Regions from separate parts of the Sus scrofa genome. Here region 2 is linked to region 1. The links are chromatin contacts, called in public promoter capture Hi-C maps. All regions are on one chromosome and are shown on one strand. The core of a region is the stretch at or near the end of the contact, and the rest is flanking DNA. Distances in the headings are between cores, read along the strand shown. Region 1 holds the start of TSPO2 (translocator protein 2). Region 2 holds the start of OARD1 (O-acetyl-ADP-ribose deacetylase 1).

What was found. Promoter capture Hi-C pulls out the DNA fragments that hold promoters and counts their contacts.
Region 2: a promoter capture Hi-C map of fetal liver shows a contact between it and region 1, with 4 times the contacts expected there. The contact joins the promoter of OARD1 here to the promoter of TSPO2 in region 1. A contact is called at or near these places in 2 of 5 promoter capture datasets (fetal liver and liver), 7 of 47 Hi-C or Micro-C datasets (embryonic fibroblasts, fetal heart ventricle, fetal liver and 3 more) and 1 of 2 datasets of contacts at active chromatin or transcription factors (skeletal muscle).

What each region holds. Positions count from the first base shown.
Region 1 is chr7:36,345,352-36,349,013 of Sscrofa11.1, reverse strand. It overlaps TSPO2 (translocator protein 2), which reads right to left and starts at 1,987. Exons shown (of 4, transcript XM_021098667.1): 1 at 1,907-1,987. UNC5CL (UNC5C-like protein) reads left to right here and starts at 1,605. Exons shown (of 9, transcript XM_013977897.2): 1 at 1,605-1,909.
Region 2 is chr7:36,384,916-36,388,560 of Sscrofa11.1, reverse strand. It overlaps OARD1 (O-acetyl-ADP-ribose deacetylase 1), which reads left to right and starts at 2,153. Exons shown (of 6, transcript XM_005665959.3): 1 at 2,153-2,289; 2 at 3,111-3,188; 3 at 3,551-3,645. The coding sequence starts at 3,150. NFYA (nuclear transcription factor Y subunit alpha) reads right to left here and starts at 1,846. Exons shown (of 10, transcript NM_001243295.1): 1 at 1,732-1,846.

The DNA.
Region 1 (3,662 bases), core at 738-3,237:
GTCTCATGAGACGTAGTCACGTAGTGGGCATGGCTGTTCCTGGCCTGGAATCAAGCTTGACAGATGTTGCACAAACCCCCAGAAACTCATGACTCAGAGGAGAAGGCAGCATCCTGTGTGACTCAGACAGAATTTGCTCAGCAAAGACTAACACCTTCCCTCTTCGTCTCTATCACAGTTCTGAGCACCTGCTCCTTGCTGGTCCTTTAGGCATGAGGTCCCCTCTCCAGGTTGGCCGCTCTCCAACATTCCCTTGCCCCTTCCGTCCCCTTTGGGGACCTGGGCACCCTTTAGAGGGGTTTATCCCCTTCTCCCAGAAAGGCCGAAGAGGGCAGGGGTTTGCAGTCCAGGACAAGAGGCTGGAGAATCATTAGCTAAGACCAAAGCAGCAGCAATTAGTTACTTATTTTCTGCAAAGACAATCACTGTGGGGCTGGGGGAGTTTACATGCTTCCTCTGCTGCTGGATGCCAGACCATGGGGACAAGTTACCACTTACGGAGCAACCATGTCGTGGTACGCACTTGATTAGCTCAATAATGGCCATCATTATGCCTCACGAGGTAAATATTATTATGTGCATTTGATAGGCAGGGGAAGGGAGACTCAGAGGGGTTGAGCAATGGGCCTCCGATGGCACAGCCCGCAGGTGGGTCACCAGGTTCAGGGCTGGCAGTCTGGCTCCAAAGTACTTCCTCTTTCCTCTCATCTGGCTCACTCATTCATCCAAGTCTTTATTTATTTAAAAAAAAATTTTTTTTGTTCTTTTTATGGCCGTGCCTGCAACATATGGAGGTTCTCAGGCTAGGGGTCCAATTAGGCTGTAGCCGCCGGCCTACGCCACAGCCACAGCAACGCAAGATCCAAGCCACATCTGCGACCTACACCACAGCTCATGGCAATGCTGGATCCTTAACCCACTGAGCATGGCCAGGGATCGAACCCAAAACCGCATGGTTACTAGTCTGATTTGTTTCCACTGCACCACAACAGCAGTTCCCTGCAGTGAGATCCTTACCTCATGGTGCTATAGTGGGAACTCCCTCATTCAAACTTTTATTGAACACCTGCTATGGATTGGGCTATACCAGGAGCTGAGGATACAGAGCAAACAGCTGGAAAAAAAATCCCTCTGTACACAGAGATCTCACTCCAGTGGCAGTGTCTAAGGAAGGATAGGCTGGCAAGCGTTCTCCCCTAGGTGGCAGCATCCATGTGGGCCATGGAAAGAGCCTTGGGTAGGGAGCTGATATGGGTACGTCCCAAGGCTGCCAGCAACTTGTGGGTCATTAACTCCCTGAGTGCTTCCACCATCATACTGTGCAGGAAGGGGTGGGACTAGGCATGGTCTAAGCTCCCTGGACAGGCTGCAGTGGCATCACTGGCTTCTAAGATGTAGAACATCAGGCCCCACCCAGACCTACAGGATCAGAACCCGCATTCTAACACGGTCCCTGGTCCTTCTGGTGGTTTGTGTACACATTACAGTCTGAGCAGCTCTGGTTAGGGTTCCTCTTACCTTGTGCCTTTTCAATAGCCTCCGGCTAGGGACGGCACTGACCAGCAGAGGGCACTGTGGGGAGGTTTCCCCTGTACCCAGGTTGTCCCCTCTGTCCCCTCCCTTCCAGACCTAGACTGCTAAGTCCACTGACTTATGGGATCCCCAGCTACTCCCTTACCTTAGCTGGACTTTGCCAACAGACAGGGACAGAGTCCCCCACCCTCCTTTAGGGCGTCCGGGGCCAGGGCTCTGCCGGGAAGCAGAAAGCGCCAGGCCACACCCGCCTGGATTCCCCGCCCACCTCCACTTGTCTGCTGGCCTGGTGACGGGGTCAGGCTGACCTCTCTATTTCTCAGAGAAGGAACTCCTGTTCCTGGACAAGCCGGCAGCCTCTGGGAGCACTTACCCGGTAAGGGGAGCACCCCCTGGTGCAGCTGGGGAGGGTTGGGTATTCCGACGACGGGGCCACCTGGGGCTCAGGGGAGGAGCCTGGCCCGCTCAGCCAGACCTGGCAGAGTGTGGAGACCCTGCACTGGAGGAGGCGAGGAGAAAGGGGCTTGAGGGAGGGCCACTGCCCAGGGCATGTGAGGACCAGGGGTCAGCGCTACGAGAATATAAACTGGGCTGATGAATGCTGCCTAGGACTTAGGTTTGGACTCATTCATCGCAGTACAATTTAGATCCTTCACTAACTAGAGACGGTTCAGGGATTGAGTTGACGCAATAGGAACTGGTGACATGGGAGAAGAGTTGAGTGTTTCCTTAAAGGATAAGAGCAGGGCTTTGGCCCAGGAGCCTAGATCCTTGTGGTGGAGGAGGCGATTCCCCAGGGACAGGTGATGGTGGCATCCTTAAGGCCCCCCATCTGCGGAGAGTGCTACCCAGGATGATCCTGGGGCTGGGACAAGGCAAACTGGAGGCGGGGTTAATAAAGAGTCAGGCGTGGGGCTGGGGTGACGGGGCTCCGGTCTGCACTGACCTGGTTGCTGTGCTGTAGATGATCGACCCTTCCCCCTCCTGGGGCTAAGGGGAGGATAGAGAGCTGTCAGTCTTGGAGAAGGGGGGCCGAGCTAGAGGGGGAGGAGTTAACCTGCTGCAGAACCCATAATGAATGGGGCGCTGTGAGACACCCTCCCGATTGGAAGGGTGGGCAAGGGAACTCCGCTGGGCCACCCAATGGGGTGCAGGGGATTTGATTCTGGTCTTTGGAGGTGTCAGGGGAAGGTTGTTGCTATAGAAACAGCGAGCCCCCCATTTCTTTCCCCATATCTGGCACCTTGGTGGGCACAGGGTGGGGGGGTACCACTTGCTGTGGCACCAAGGATGTGCCTTCAGCTCCTTCTATTTATTGTTTCTTCAATTTATCTTTGTGTCTCTCTCTTCCAACTTCATTTCCTCTCGCAGTGGACAGGAAGAGACCCCCCCGGGGGGAACAGAAGGGGCAGAGAAAGAGAAAGGGGGTGTTTCTGGAAGCTCTTGTCGTCTCTGCTCATCCTTCCCTTCTGCCTTCAGTTGCAGCTTAATCTTCTACCCTCTGTCCCCACTGGGAGGGGAGAGAAAACTTGGCTTCCTTATCTGTGAAATGGAGATAAAAATAACAGCTAGTTCATAAAGTCGCTGTGAGGCTCCAATGAGCTCGGCCACGTAGAGCGCTTTAACACCCTGGCACGGAGTAGAGCTCCTTGGACGTTAGCTACTATGATTACGGTTATAATTCCAATTATCTTTACAGTGGAGGGACCAGAAGGATTGGCTGCAAATGAAGGGGAAGCCAGCAGCTCTGACCCCCCCATTCCCACCGGATCTGGGGCATTGCCAGCTTGCTACTTCATGGGTGGGCTCCACCAGAGCCACACCCCAGAGTTGGATTTTTAAGGCTAGGGGAGCAATGCCACTCCTTCGATTCTTGTCTACATTTTCTTTTTTTGTCTTTTTAGGGCTGCACCCGTGGCATATGGAAGTTCCCAGGCTAGGGGTCGAAATGGAGCTGCAGCTGCCAGCCTACACCAACAGCCACAGCAACTCAGGATCTGAGCTGCGTCTGCGACCTACACCACAGCTCACGGCAACGCCGGATCCTTAACCCCCTGAGCGAGGCCAGGGCTCGAACCTGTGTCCTTATGGATCCTAGTTGGGTTCATGGAGCCACGATGCGAACTCCC
Region 2 (3,645 bases), core at 904-3,403, 39 kb before region 1:
CTTCCATCAACATCAGCCACTGCTGTGGAGCAGAACCCCATAAGCCAGAAACTTATTTCTCCAATCCTAGGGAGTTAAAAATGCTCCTGGATTTCTCCTGTCTGGATCGCCACAAAATAACTGCTTCTGAAAAATTCCCTGGCAAGATATACAAGCGTTTTTTTGGTTTGTTTGTTTGTTTTTACCAAATGGGCTTTCCAGCATAAACTCTTCCCCCTCCAACATACAGCAAAGTTTGGAGCGTTGGCACGTGCTTCTTTATGAGCAATGCTCTTCCATTTCTTATCGTCCGAAGAAATCCCATCATCCTTGCCAGTCCAAAGAGTGGCAATGCAGAGCCCTCCGAGGCTGTTGGTAGCTCAACACGTCAGTTGACCACGGAACTGAACTTGGTCCGGTTACAGCACAAAACCGTAAAGTATTAATTACTTGGTCACCTGTCAATCTCCACCAGGCTGGGGAGGTTCCTATCGACCTCCTTACCCACTCTCCTCTCAGCACATACATGGATGCTTGGTACACACCAACTGCTCCATGCTCGGCTGTCAACAGAGATTTTCTCTCACCCTAACGAAAATCCCACAAGACCATTAAGTTTCTATTAACACCAACTGAGAAAACGTCAACATACTAGCAAAAAATCAAACCAAGGGATGGTTGTGGACTGAGCTAATGAGTGAAGCCTGATACATTCAAAGCGACACAGAGAGGTGAAAGAAAAAGGACTGTACTACGTTCCTAAGGGAGCGAGAGTTCACAAGACCAAGCAACAAGAAAAAATGCCAGTGATATAAAAACAAGTTGTGCAGCTTCCGGGAAAAAGAATGCACAGGGCTCGCAATCTTCGAAGACTGAAGTTCCAGGCGCCGAATGGACAGGCCTTACAGCCCGGGCAAGAAAGGCAGACTGCTTGGTTGGGCTCCAAGACGGAGGTGTGCGGTTCTGCCCCGGAGATCCGGGCGGGGAGGAGAGGAAATGACGAGCCTAAAGTGGGTGGTAACGGCGCCTGGCTGGAGACCCGGGCCGAGCTGGGAGGAGGGGCGCAGCCAGACCGGGGAGTGGGCGCACTAACGGATCAAAGGGACGGCGGGGGCGGGCCGGCCCCCCCCTCTCCGCGCCGCACGCAAGGCCCCGTGGCCGGGGCGCGCGTCCTCCCTGGGTCTCCCTCCCGACTCAAGAGGACTGAGATACCCAGACCCGCTTACGGAGAAGTGGGGTGCGCGGGCCCCGCGGGGAGTGATTTCCCTTCCAGGGCTAGAGCGTGGTGAGTGCTAGGGCAGGCTAAAGAGTGAGGCCGAACGACCAGGAGAAAACCGCCGAGGCCCGGGCGCGCGTGTGTGTGTCTGTGTGTATACCTGAGCGTGGGGGCCTTCGTGGCAGTCAAACCCGCCACCCCCGGGCCTGGAGCTTGAGAACCTAGGCCTAAGGGTAGAAACAACCGGGACGCATGGCCAACTGGCCCTGACACCCTGCAAAGGGCTGGACCCCAAGGTGCCTGCTCCCGAGAGCGCCATCCCTGCGCGGGGCAGCCCTCTGCAGGCCTCGGCAGGGAGTACCCCGGAGCGCTTGCAGGCTCCAAGCCGAGGCCGCCAGCAGCCCCGCTCGGTTAGGCTCAGCTCGACTCCCCGGGCTCGACGGGAGCCTGGGCCTCTCCTGAGTGGTCAGCGAGACCCGCCAATCGGGGCGCTGGGGCCGGCTCTGGGCCGCTGGATATTGGCTCCTCACACTCACCGTGCCTCGCTCCCCCGGTTCGCTGCCCGCGCTGATTGGCTCCAGTACCGGACCCCGAAACCCAATCAGAGGCTCCAGCCGCCGCTGCCGCCGCCACTGCCGCTGCCTCGCAAAATGGCGAAGCCGAACAAAGGGGAATCGGGCCTCCCTCCAACTGCCTCCGCGCAGGCGCCTCTGAGACCACGCCCCCTAACCCGAGCTCTGGGCTCGCCCCATCCCCGTTGAGAGAGCACTGCGCAGGCGTACGATGAAGCCACGCCCACTTCCCTAATTAGATTCCTCCCCCGGCCGAAGGAATACGCAGGCGCTCTCTTGACGCGCCGGACCCTTCAACTCAAAACACCGCCCTGAGCACAGGACCACGCAGGCGCTAACCAATTCCTTTGCCAACTGCCCACCCCTTCTATGCGGCCTCTGGAGACACACCCCTGGGACTAATGCGCAAGCGCCGCTCTATCCAACTCGCGGCCGCTATCTCGTTACGCATGCCCGGGCGGCGGCGGGATACTCTACGGAGTTTACCGCCGGAAGTTCGGCGACCAGCACCAAAGAGTGCAGGTCCGGCTAGCTAGCTAGAAGGGCTCGTTTCCGCCCCACTCCCGGGTGGTGGGCGGCCATTTTAGGTGCGTGCAATTAAGGACTGTGGTGGGATTGGCTCTACAAGCGGACTAGTCCGCTGGTCCCCACCTACCAGAGCCCTTCCCCGCGGGGCGGGACCTCCTAACGGCGGACTCCTTTCCAGGTGAAGGGTACCTGGTACGTTGGAGCTTTGAACGAGGCTCCCCGCTCCCTCCCACGGGACCCCGGACAGGCCATTTGGCCTCGCTGATCCGCCCCAGGGTAGGAGAGAGAATGGGAGGCTTCTCTAAACTTCCCCCGTTTCCCCCCAAAGATAGGGGGGAGCTTTCCTTGAGAGGCCGCCTTCTGTTTTCTCGTGCTCGCTCCCGCTGTATACACGCCCGCCCCCGCCCCCGTCCCGTTTGCTCCCTTGTTGCGGCTTAACGGGACCGTAGCCTTGGCCCACCTTTTTGCTTCTGGGCCACACCCAATGCGGAAATACTTTTGGATCGTGCACCGAAAAGGAGACTGCGAATCCGCCTTGCTCCGCGCTGGCTTGGGGAGAGGAGGAGGCGTGTCTTCGGGCCGCCTTTCTCTCCTGGAAAGCGCGAAACGGGAGCGGAGCCCTGCCGCCCCCCAACCCAGGCGTCCGCTTCTCTTTCTTGCCCAGAAGAGTTTTGCATTACTTTTTGAAGGCTGAACGAACTCCCATTCAGCGATAGGTGGGGGGCAGAAAAGTTAGTAAGTGGGTGGTCGGGGCAGTCTGAATGTAATATATTCAGGTTGCCTAAGCATTTTCACTTCCTTTCCCCTTCTTATAGCTGAAGAAACACTTAAATTCTGGAAATAGCGACTCTATCATGGCCGGCAGCCCTAATGAAGATTCAGAAGGAAGCAGAGTGCGTAACAACTATTAACTTATTGGTGAACTGAAATTCAGAGTAATTGAGGTCAAAAGCATAAACACTTTTTAATTAAACCAATAATTGAATTGTCTTTTTTTCTCTCTTCTGTTGATTTCCTTTAGAAAGGCCAATAAAATCCTAGGCAGAGGCCGCTCATCACTTTGTTTTACACATGCTTTAATTCGCTTTAGATAATTTTTTCAATTCTGAGGATTTGTCACTAAATCAAAAGGAGGAAGCGGGGAGAAGTGGTGGTGGGCACAGTAAAGGAAAATAAATAGCTTAGTCTTTTTCTGTAGCTTCGTCTTTTTTTTTGGTATCTAATAAAACATTTTCTTTCCCTTTGCACATTTTAGATTACTTATGTGAAAGGAGACCTTTTCGCATGCCCCAAGACAGACTCTTTAGCGCACTGCATCAGTGAGGATTGTCGAATGGGCGCTGGGATAGC